3 separate regions of the Mus musculus genome follow, and regions 1 and 3 are each linked to region 2. Evidence: chromatin contacts called from public HiChIP or PLAC-seq data. All regions are on one chromosome and are shown on one strand. Each heading gives the region's core, a stretch centred on a gene start, on an enhancer-like site or on the middle of the called end of the contact. The rest is flanking DNA. Distances are from core to core; before and after follow the strand shown.

Region 1 (2,700 bases), core at 151-2,650, 450 kb before region 2:
CTTGGGGTTTAGGGTGGATGGCTGTGAATAATTTGGGGTGGGGTGGAGGAAACTTGATGATTGAGAGAGACCAGTTGGGTGGGAATGGGTTCAAGAGTAGAGATTGGCTCCTGTGCTTCCCCGACTGTCCCAACCCTTAACCCCAAGGCCAACATGAACTATCATTTATCTGCACATTGCCAAGGGAGGTCACTTCTGTCTGCCCAGTCTCTTTTATTGAGCCAGAAAATCAAGGCAGATGGAGATCCCAGGCAGGCCTGGCTTTTGAGTCTCCCAGAAATGGGTCCCCATCTCCTACACGCCACACACTCGAAGACAAATGAGGGAAGCTCAGCACAGTTCTGGGAGGATTGAGCAAGGTTGCTTGTGTGGTATCCATGGTGGCCTGAGAGGTCAGGAGCTGTCCAGTGACCCGAGTCAAGGGACGTGGGATGAGTGTTCAGGTCCTTGATCACTGTGGGGAGGGGCTTAGGCAATGGGCTTTATCAGCCTCTGTCGTAGGTTGCTATGGGACCCAAAGAGGAGACCTGAGAAATATCTCCCATCCTTGACAGTCATTCCTTAACATTCTGGAACCTTCTACATTTCAGAGCCAGAAACTCATCTTTTGCCCTACGCAGTGCACCAAGGAAGTTATAGAACAATAACTTTAAAAATATTTTTACATTTATTTATCTTATTTTATGGGTATTTCACCTGCATGGATGTGTGTGCACCATGTGTGTGTGACTGGTTCCTGAGGAGGTTAGAAGAGGGCTTTGGGTCCCCTGGCACTGGAGTCACAGAAGTTTATGAACCACTATGTGGGTGTTGGGAATTGAACTTGGGTTCTCTACAAAGGGAATAAGTGTTCTTCAGTTGCTGAGCTATCTCTTCAGCCCCATGACCCCATGAAATAGAATTTAATACTTCATGCTCTTTGTCCAAACCCACCAAAAGCAGGAATTAAATAAAATGTGGGGCACACATCTGTAATCCCAGCACTCCAGACGTGCAGACAGGAGGAAAGAAGTTCTGGTTTATCCTTGACTACCTAGTGAGTTCATGACCAGCGTGGGTGCTTGTGAAATGACCTACCGACCAAGTAAATAAGTAAATAGTAAGGAAATAAGGTCCCTGCTTTCCCCCCCATATCCATCTCAGTATCTCAGTCACAGTAAGAGATCAGTAAGTGTTGAATGAAAAAAAAAAAAAAAAACCCTCCACTGGCCAGTATACAAGACCACTCCCAGGCATATTAAATGAGAGTACAATCATCCATTGAATGGGCTTCCTTCAAAAGAGCCATATATCCTGGAAGCTCCATTCCAGACGCCCAGATGGCAGGGCCTGGGAGAGTTCCGAGTTATTCCTATTGAAACTGTTTCCTCTCAGAGGTCCAGAGTTCAAAAGCAAGGCATTTGCCACAAACAATTGGTCCAGTGTGAGAGGATGTGGCTGGCTGGGCTCCAGGGCCTCGTGGGACTTTGAGCAGTTACTAATGCAAATAGAAGGGAAAAGACTTATCCCGGGGGCAAATGTGGTCACCCAGAAATGCAGCCTCTGGCAACAGAAGGGAAAGAGAAGGTTAGGCTCTGTGCTTTGGGGAGAATGTCCTAGGACTTTGGAGGGGACTCGGGACTTCAGTCAGGAGGTGTAGGCCTCAGCAGAGAGCTAGGTCTCACATAAAAGTTTCTGTCTCTCTCACCTTTGTCTTAAGGCTGAGGGTAGTGGTGGCACATGACTGTTCACATGAATTAGTTAGCGGCAGAGGGCATCAGGTGCTCTGACCTGCTATTGTCTGCCTTGTCCCCTTGAGACAGGGTCTCACTGAGGCTGGAGCTCCCAGTTGAGGGTTGTGCTAGTTGGGAATCCCTGGTTTCCACTCTCCTCAGTGCTAGAGTTACAAGAGGGTCACTTGGCTTCCACATAGGTCCTGGGGATTTGAACTTAGGATCTCATGTGTGAACATTAGACACTCTTATCCACCAAGCCATCTCCCAGTGCTCAGAACTAAGTTTCTGTTCACCCAACTCTGACTCATTTCCCAAGGAAAATTTTCGCAGTTCAGGGTTATGGGCAGGCATATCAAGGAATCTTCCTGATTGGCGCACTGACTTCAGAATGCAGCTCTTTCTCTCTTGTGCTGAGGATAGCCCTCTACTGAAGGTAGGTAGTATCCGTGAGTGACCTTCTGCTGTGACATTTGTCCCTGCATTGCTGACTATGCACATGGTCTTCCCAGCCTTTGTCCACACCTTCCCTCCTTTCGAGTCACCTCTTCTCATATACTGGGTCCGATCATCATCCATTCTATGAAGGCTTTCTCTTCTCACCACAATCAGTAGGGACCCAGAGAGTAAGTGTGGAAGGAAAAGAGAAAAAGGGGGCAGAGAGAGCATTTGGAGCTACCTGGATGTTTGTCACTAGGCATGCATTGAGCATCCAGTACCATGTGCTGTGCGGAACTTGCTGAATGTGCACATTCCCAGTCCCCTCACCACGCCCCAGCAAAGGATTTCATTCCTACTCAGCTTTAAAGGTGTGTGTGTGTGTGTGTGTGTGTGTGTGTAGGGACAGTGTGTGGAGGACAGAAAACAACTTTTTGGGGTTGGTTCTCTCCTTCCGCCTTTTTTGAGTTCCAGAGCTTGAACAGATGTCACCGGGCTGGCCCCGCCAAGCTCTTTCACCCACTGAGCTGTCTTGCGGGTTTTCATTCTC
Region 2 (2,700 bases), core at 135-2,634:
GGGTGACTCAGTCTGTAAAGTAATTACAGTACAAGCATGGGACCTGAGTATGGACCCAAGGACTTCAGACACGGTGGCATATGTCTGTAACCCCAAGCACACTATGGTAAGAAGCGGGGCGGGGACAGGGGGAGACAAAGCTTGCTGATCAGCCAGATGAATTGGTGATATCCAAAGAGGTCATTTCTCAAAAATAGAAGCTGGGAAGCACCTAAGGCATACACCCACCTACAGATAAATAATAAATAAACAAAATAAATAATTAAACAAACAAACATTAGGATGGCTCGGCAGGACTATCTAGCTGAGAAGGCCTCAGATGGTACTGGCTACTGGCTGCGCGCCTCAGTTCCCCCACACAGCTCTTGAGTGAGACAGTTGGAAGGGGTTTGTTTACATCCCAGAGGAAGGGTGTTCAGGGAGCATAAGGGAAGCTGAAATACACTAAGAGTAAGACTCAAAAGCCAGTATGATACACTGCCTTGGTCAAAGCAAGTCAGGAAGACACAGTGGCTTCCAGAGGTGAGCGGTGCAGACACGCCTTCCATCAGAGGCTGGGAAGGGCTGTAGGCACAGCAAAGGGGAAAGAGCGGGGATGGGCAACAGTGAAGTAAGAGCCTCAGCTATAATTTAGTGAGTGGGATGCCTGTTGAATACTGTTGGAAAGCCACCTGTGGAGTGAGTTTCAGGGACAGGAGACAGGAGTTAGAAGAGAGTGAGGCAGAGATGCAGTCAGATCCAAAGGCAGACCCACCAGGAGCACAGGCACTTAAAAGCCCTTCAGGGCTATCCTGGAATACAAGCAGCTTACAATACATTATGTAGACCAGGCCATTCCCACTACAGTCCTCTGTTATCTACTGTGAACACCCAAGACTGTGCATCGAGTCTAACCCAGGCAGCCAGGAGTTAATGCTTCTGGAAGCTTCTCACTGCCATTCAGAGTTGGAGAATTGGGTAATCGCTTCCTTTCCCTTTGCTGGGGGACACTGAAGTGTGCTCTAGGGGATCTCCCTGAGATTCCCCAGTGGGTTAAGCTTTGGTTGCTCCCAGCAGCAGCCTGCAGGATAACACACACACACTGTGTCAGGCAGGTTCTTTTATTTTGTGCCTCAGTTCACTACCTACTGTAATTGTAAGATCAGTTCTCAAAAACTCCTTTGCATCTGTGTGTATATGTCCATATTCACGTGGGGCAGGGGGAGGGAGGAGAGAGAGAAAACAACCTCAGGCATCATTCCTCAGGACTGATACTCTGTCGTTTTTGAAACAGGGTCTCTCACTGGTCTGGTTGGACAGTGAGCCCCCAGAGTCCCTTATCTCCACTTCTGGTGTGCAATGTTATATCTGGCTTACAAAGGCTCTGCGGCTGAAACTCTGGTCCCCGTGTTTACAGAGAGAGCACTGTGTATCCATTGAGTCACCTCTCCTTTAACACTCCTACTCTTTCCCAACCCTTATCGTGCCCACATTCTTTTCTTGGCATCTATGTCTGGTGAGACTCAAACAAAGACAGTGTGAGAGTCATGAAAGTAGATTCTAGAAACCCAGAGACACAGGGCAGACCAGTGGACAGGAATATCTTCCGAACCAAACTCACTTTCAGGAGTAAAGCTGTGTCCACTTGCAAAAGCGTGCATCACATCTGGGCTTGTATCACATCTGGGCTTGCCAATGGTTGGCCATCCCTTGTAGGAGGAGGGGCAGAGAGGACACAGCCCTTTCTCTAACCAGTTATGCACAATTCTGTCCTGATTGCACATGACCTCAGGAAAAGGCAAGAAGTCTACAGGCTGGGAGGGACTAGGGACAGGCTCAATCTGCATCTCCGTGTAGGAGTTACCATGCCTGCTGGGTGCAGACTTTCCAGTGTGGCAGCTTTAAGGCCACTCGTGCTGCCCATAACCCTTTATTTACTGATCTGTTAGTAATCCTAATAAACTTGTTGGTTTCTCAGAGTGAACTTGGGCTGAGTCATACCTATTTGTTATTAGGGCCTTTTGAAGAGGGGATGTACATAGGATGTGTTGCCTAGTCCTCCCAACCCCCACAAGGAAATCCTCATAACAAATAGCCATGTAATTCCCCCAGGCTGGGGAGCCAGACAGACTGTGTTTGAATCTGCCTCACTAGTATGCAAATATTTAATGCTAACATTACTGCTATTTATAGACTCAAGAAAGAGGCTCAGGAGAAGCAGAGCTGGGAACTCTAGAAAAGGAAGATAGTTCCAGAAGGATGGGGGATGTCTTCCAATTATGAGAAGACAGAAATAAGTCATTTTACAGAAGCAATTGCAGAGATCCTGTGTTTTCCCATGATGCTTCAGGGGAGTCAAGGTTTTTGTTTTGTTTTTAAAGGACAGAGGGCAAGAGATCCAGCCAAAAGAGATAGAGAACCAAGTTCCCCACCCTCAGCCTGTAAGGTGAGTGATGGAGTGGCCAAATCCCAGAATGTGCTGTGGCTTGTAAATTCCCGAGGACAATAGAAAGGGCTTTGTTAGGATGTGTTCCAACACAGCCAAGAATGAGGGAAGAGCGTGCCAGTGCTGAGGCAGAGAGAGCCGAGCATCTGTCTGACCTCTGTCTTCTTCCTCAGGTGAATTGGCTGAGAACACAAAAGGTGAAGACAGGCAGAGTCAAGAAGAAATCAACACTAGATTAAGGGGCCTAACAGGCTTCCTGGCTGAACAAGGTCACC
Region 3 (2,700 bases), core at 114-2,613, 390 kb before region 2:
CAGTCCCTACCCTCTGCTGCAGCGCTGAATATCATTCCCAGGGCCCACTCTGGCTATTGAAGCCTTTGCTTCCCACTTGGCTTGTCTCCCGCCTCAGCCACTGAAGTGTTCTTCCTCAGTTCTCAGCTACAGAGACGGGGACTTTCTCCCAGGAATGTGTCTGTTCCCCCCCCCCCCCCCCCCAGAATCATTCCTCTCCATCAGTTTATGGATGCTGGTCCAATGACCTGGATGCTAGACCACTGGAGGCAGAGAGTGTGGAGGCAGAGTTGCTCTCCATCGGCCAAGAGCAGCCAGGTCTGCCGCTTTCCCTCAGCTTCAGGGGAACTGCTTGGCATCTTAGGAAAGCAATGAACTGGGAATCAGGACATCTAACCCCTGGTCAGGCTTTGACCTGTTGTTCTAAGGCAGAGGAGAGCCAGACAACCTGAGGCCAACAGAACTCTATGAGCTACTCCTTGCATGGGTCCCAGTGAGATGGTAGGAGGGGACAGGTATGGGTGGCAGTCCCTTCAAGGCAGAATTTGGGAGGGGTGTTTTTTCCCAGGAGGTCCCCTTCCTCTGAATCCTAGCCATCTCTCCATACTCATCAGAAGTGTGGAGGTTTGGGGCTAGGTGTTCTCAACAGGCCCAGCTTATACAGTTTCAAAGCACCTTCCAAGAAAGAGAGCAACAGTCACCAGAGGTTAAGAACAGTACTCACTCAGAGAGGTTCAGGGCAGGAGTGTTGGCTGTGAAAGTATGAGGACCTGGGTTCGATCCCCAGCACCCTGGTAAAGGCAACTATGGTGTTACACATCTTTAATCTCAGTGCCGGGAAGATGGAGAGAAGATCCTTGGAACAGCCTAGCAGAGTTTGCAAGTTCAAGACTAGTGAGAGATCTTGATCCAAAGAACAAGGTAGAGGGGTTCCTGTGCAATGACCTCTGGCTTCCACAGAGGACATGTATACATACATATTCACATGTACTCACTCACACACATGCACACATATTCACACATCAAGCCACCCATACCCAGCAAAACCCCTATTGGGTTCAGTCTCCCATGCTGAGCCCATCCTCTTCTGAGGGACCCAGACTGTAGGTCTTCCAGAGAGTTGGTGAGTTAACCCCATGTTCTGTCTTTAGATTGGCTTCAGGAAGACTGTGGGCCAAGGCTGGCCGCCACCTCCTCCTAAACTAAAACTCAGCCGTCTGGGTCGAAAGACTACACTGTGTCCCTGGGCATGCTCCACATTTCCTCCCCAGCTGGCAGGGAGGGCACAGGCAGTTTCACACACTGAGATCTTGGCTCCCCAATGGGCAGCCTCCCTGAGGCGAGAGCCTGGCTTTCCTATTTTGGCCTAGGGCAGCCCCAGGCACAATCCACAATCGGTTCCCTGAAATGATGCTGGTGACTGAAGTGAGTGGTAGGTGGGGTCACCCCCTCTAGTCGGAATGGGTGTGCTTCTGGAACCTTCTGCTTAAATGGTTTCTGACAAAGCCTGAGAGGCAGGGGGAGGGGCCGCCTGCCTCTCCTAAACTACATTGTTCCTAATGGGCTGTGTTCTCGGCTGATGAGAGAGATGTTCAACAGAAACCTGACAGAGAAGGCTACAGACTCAGGGATGAGTGAGTAATTAGACGCTAATTAATTTGCATTTCACAAGAGAATCAGGGATGTTAAGGGAGGAAAAAAAACCCTGCAAAGATTAAAGGCCTCATGTAGAAGGAAAATCTGGGACAAAGGGCCGGTGGAGCAGCCGTAGCTGAGGGGGGGATGTCAGCGGGAACAGGTGGCCATGTGGGCATTCAATGGAGCAGGTGTGGCTGTAGCCAGGGAGGTCAGAAAGGCCTGGGTTTCCTGCAGTGCTCAGGACTGTTCCACAGACTACCCTGAGCTGCCTGCTGGGAGTGTGGCTAAGTGCTCCCCTCCCCCCAGGCTGGCCTCAAACTTCTGAGTAGCTGAGAATGGAATCAGCCTGAACTTCTAATCCTCCTGCCTCCTCCTCTTCCTCAAAGACTGAATTACAGGCATGTGCTATCATGACTGGTTTATGTAGTCCTGGGGATTGAACCCAAGGACTCATGGATAAAAGGCGAGAACTCTACTAACTGAACCACGTCCCCAGCTTTGGTGGGAGAGACAGCAAATGACATGTGTAAAAAAAAAAAAAAAGAAGTTTCTGTCTCTTAATCTTCTCTGTAAAAGATGCAAAAACGGTGGTTTTATAATTAAAGTTATTTAAATCTTATATTTTAATGGCATTTTTTTTTTTTTTTTGGAGACAGGGTCTCTTTATGCAGTCTGGCTGTCCTGGAATTCACTCTATAGTCCAGGCTAGCTTCCAACTCAGAAATCCACCAGCTCTGCCTCCCAAGGGCTGGGATTAAAGGTGTGCGCACTCACACCTGGCTCCTCTTTTAACAGGGCTGTAACAAAGAGATCAGTGCTGCCTTTGGCCTCTGGACAAGTGACTGCTTCTCAAAACAGAAGGTAGGAGGCAAGTGAGGTGGCTCAGAGGGTGGAAGAGTCACGTGTTCCACATGCCATCCAGAAACACCCTGCTCACATGTGTAGCAGGTGGGCAACCTGCAACTCTTGTGTCTTTGAATTCCTGCCCTGGCTGCTTTTGCCTCTCTGGAGCAGCCTGCACTTCATTTCAGAGCAAGACAAGGGTGTCGCAGTTATCTAGATGTTGCTGTAACAGACTATCTG

What was found. HiChIP or PLAC-seq counts read pairs in DNA pulled down with a chosen protein or histone mark.
Region 1: a FOXA1 HiChIP or PLAC-seq map of pancreatic cancer cells shows a contact between it and region 2. The contact joins two enhancer-like sites. A contact is called at or near these places in 5 of 39 promoter capture datasets (the 3T3-L1 cell line, 3T3-L1-derived adipocytes, hippocampal neurons and 1 more), 6 of 484 Hi-C or Micro-C datasets (the AML12 cell line, bone marrow-derived macrophages, embryonic fibroblasts and 2 more), 9 of 115 datasets of contacts at active chromatin or transcription factors (craniofacial prominence, embryonic basal ganglia, embryonic forebrain and 6 more) and 1 of 9 other capture datasets (embryonic stem cells).
Region 3: a contact with region 2 is called in a FOXA1 HiChIP or PLAC-seq map of pancreatic cancer cells. The contact joins the promoter of B930092H01Rik here to the enhancer-like site in region 2. A contact is called at or near these places in 1 of 39 promoter capture datasets (the SN4741 cell line), 2 of 484 Hi-C or Micro-C datasets (bone marrow-derived macrophages and uterus) and 2 of 115 datasets of contacts at active chromatin or transcription factors (embryonic stem cells and pancreatic cancer cells).

Annotation. Positions count from the first base shown.
Region 1 is chr9:61,349,996-61,352,695 of GRCm38.p6, reverse strand. No RefSeq gene overlaps it. Among named protein-coding and RNA genes, the nearest start is that of Gm39349, 12 kb to the right of the region's middle. Within about 2 kb of position 1,400, at least 45 of the 459 cell types and tissues checked have an H3K27ac peak or open chromatin away from gene starts, as enhancers often do. A contact at or near this core is called in pancreatic cancer cells, where this site is marked.
Region 2 is chr9:60,899,380-60,902,079 of GRCm38.p6, reverse strand. No RefSeq gene overlaps it. Among named protein-coding and RNA genes, the nearest start is that of Gm33643, 32 kb to the right of the region's middle. Within about 2 kb of position 1,384, at least 38 of the 459 cell types and tissues checked have an H3K27ac peak or open chromatin away from gene starts, as enhancers often do. A contact at or near this core is called in pancreatic cancer cells, where this site is marked.
Region 3 is chr9:61,292,472-61,295,171 of GRCm38.p6, reverse strand. It overlaps B930092H01Rik (RIKEN cDNA B930092H01 gene), which reads left to right and starts at 1,363. Exons shown (of 5, transcript NR_045334.1): 1 at 1,363-1,404; 2 at 2,413-2,478.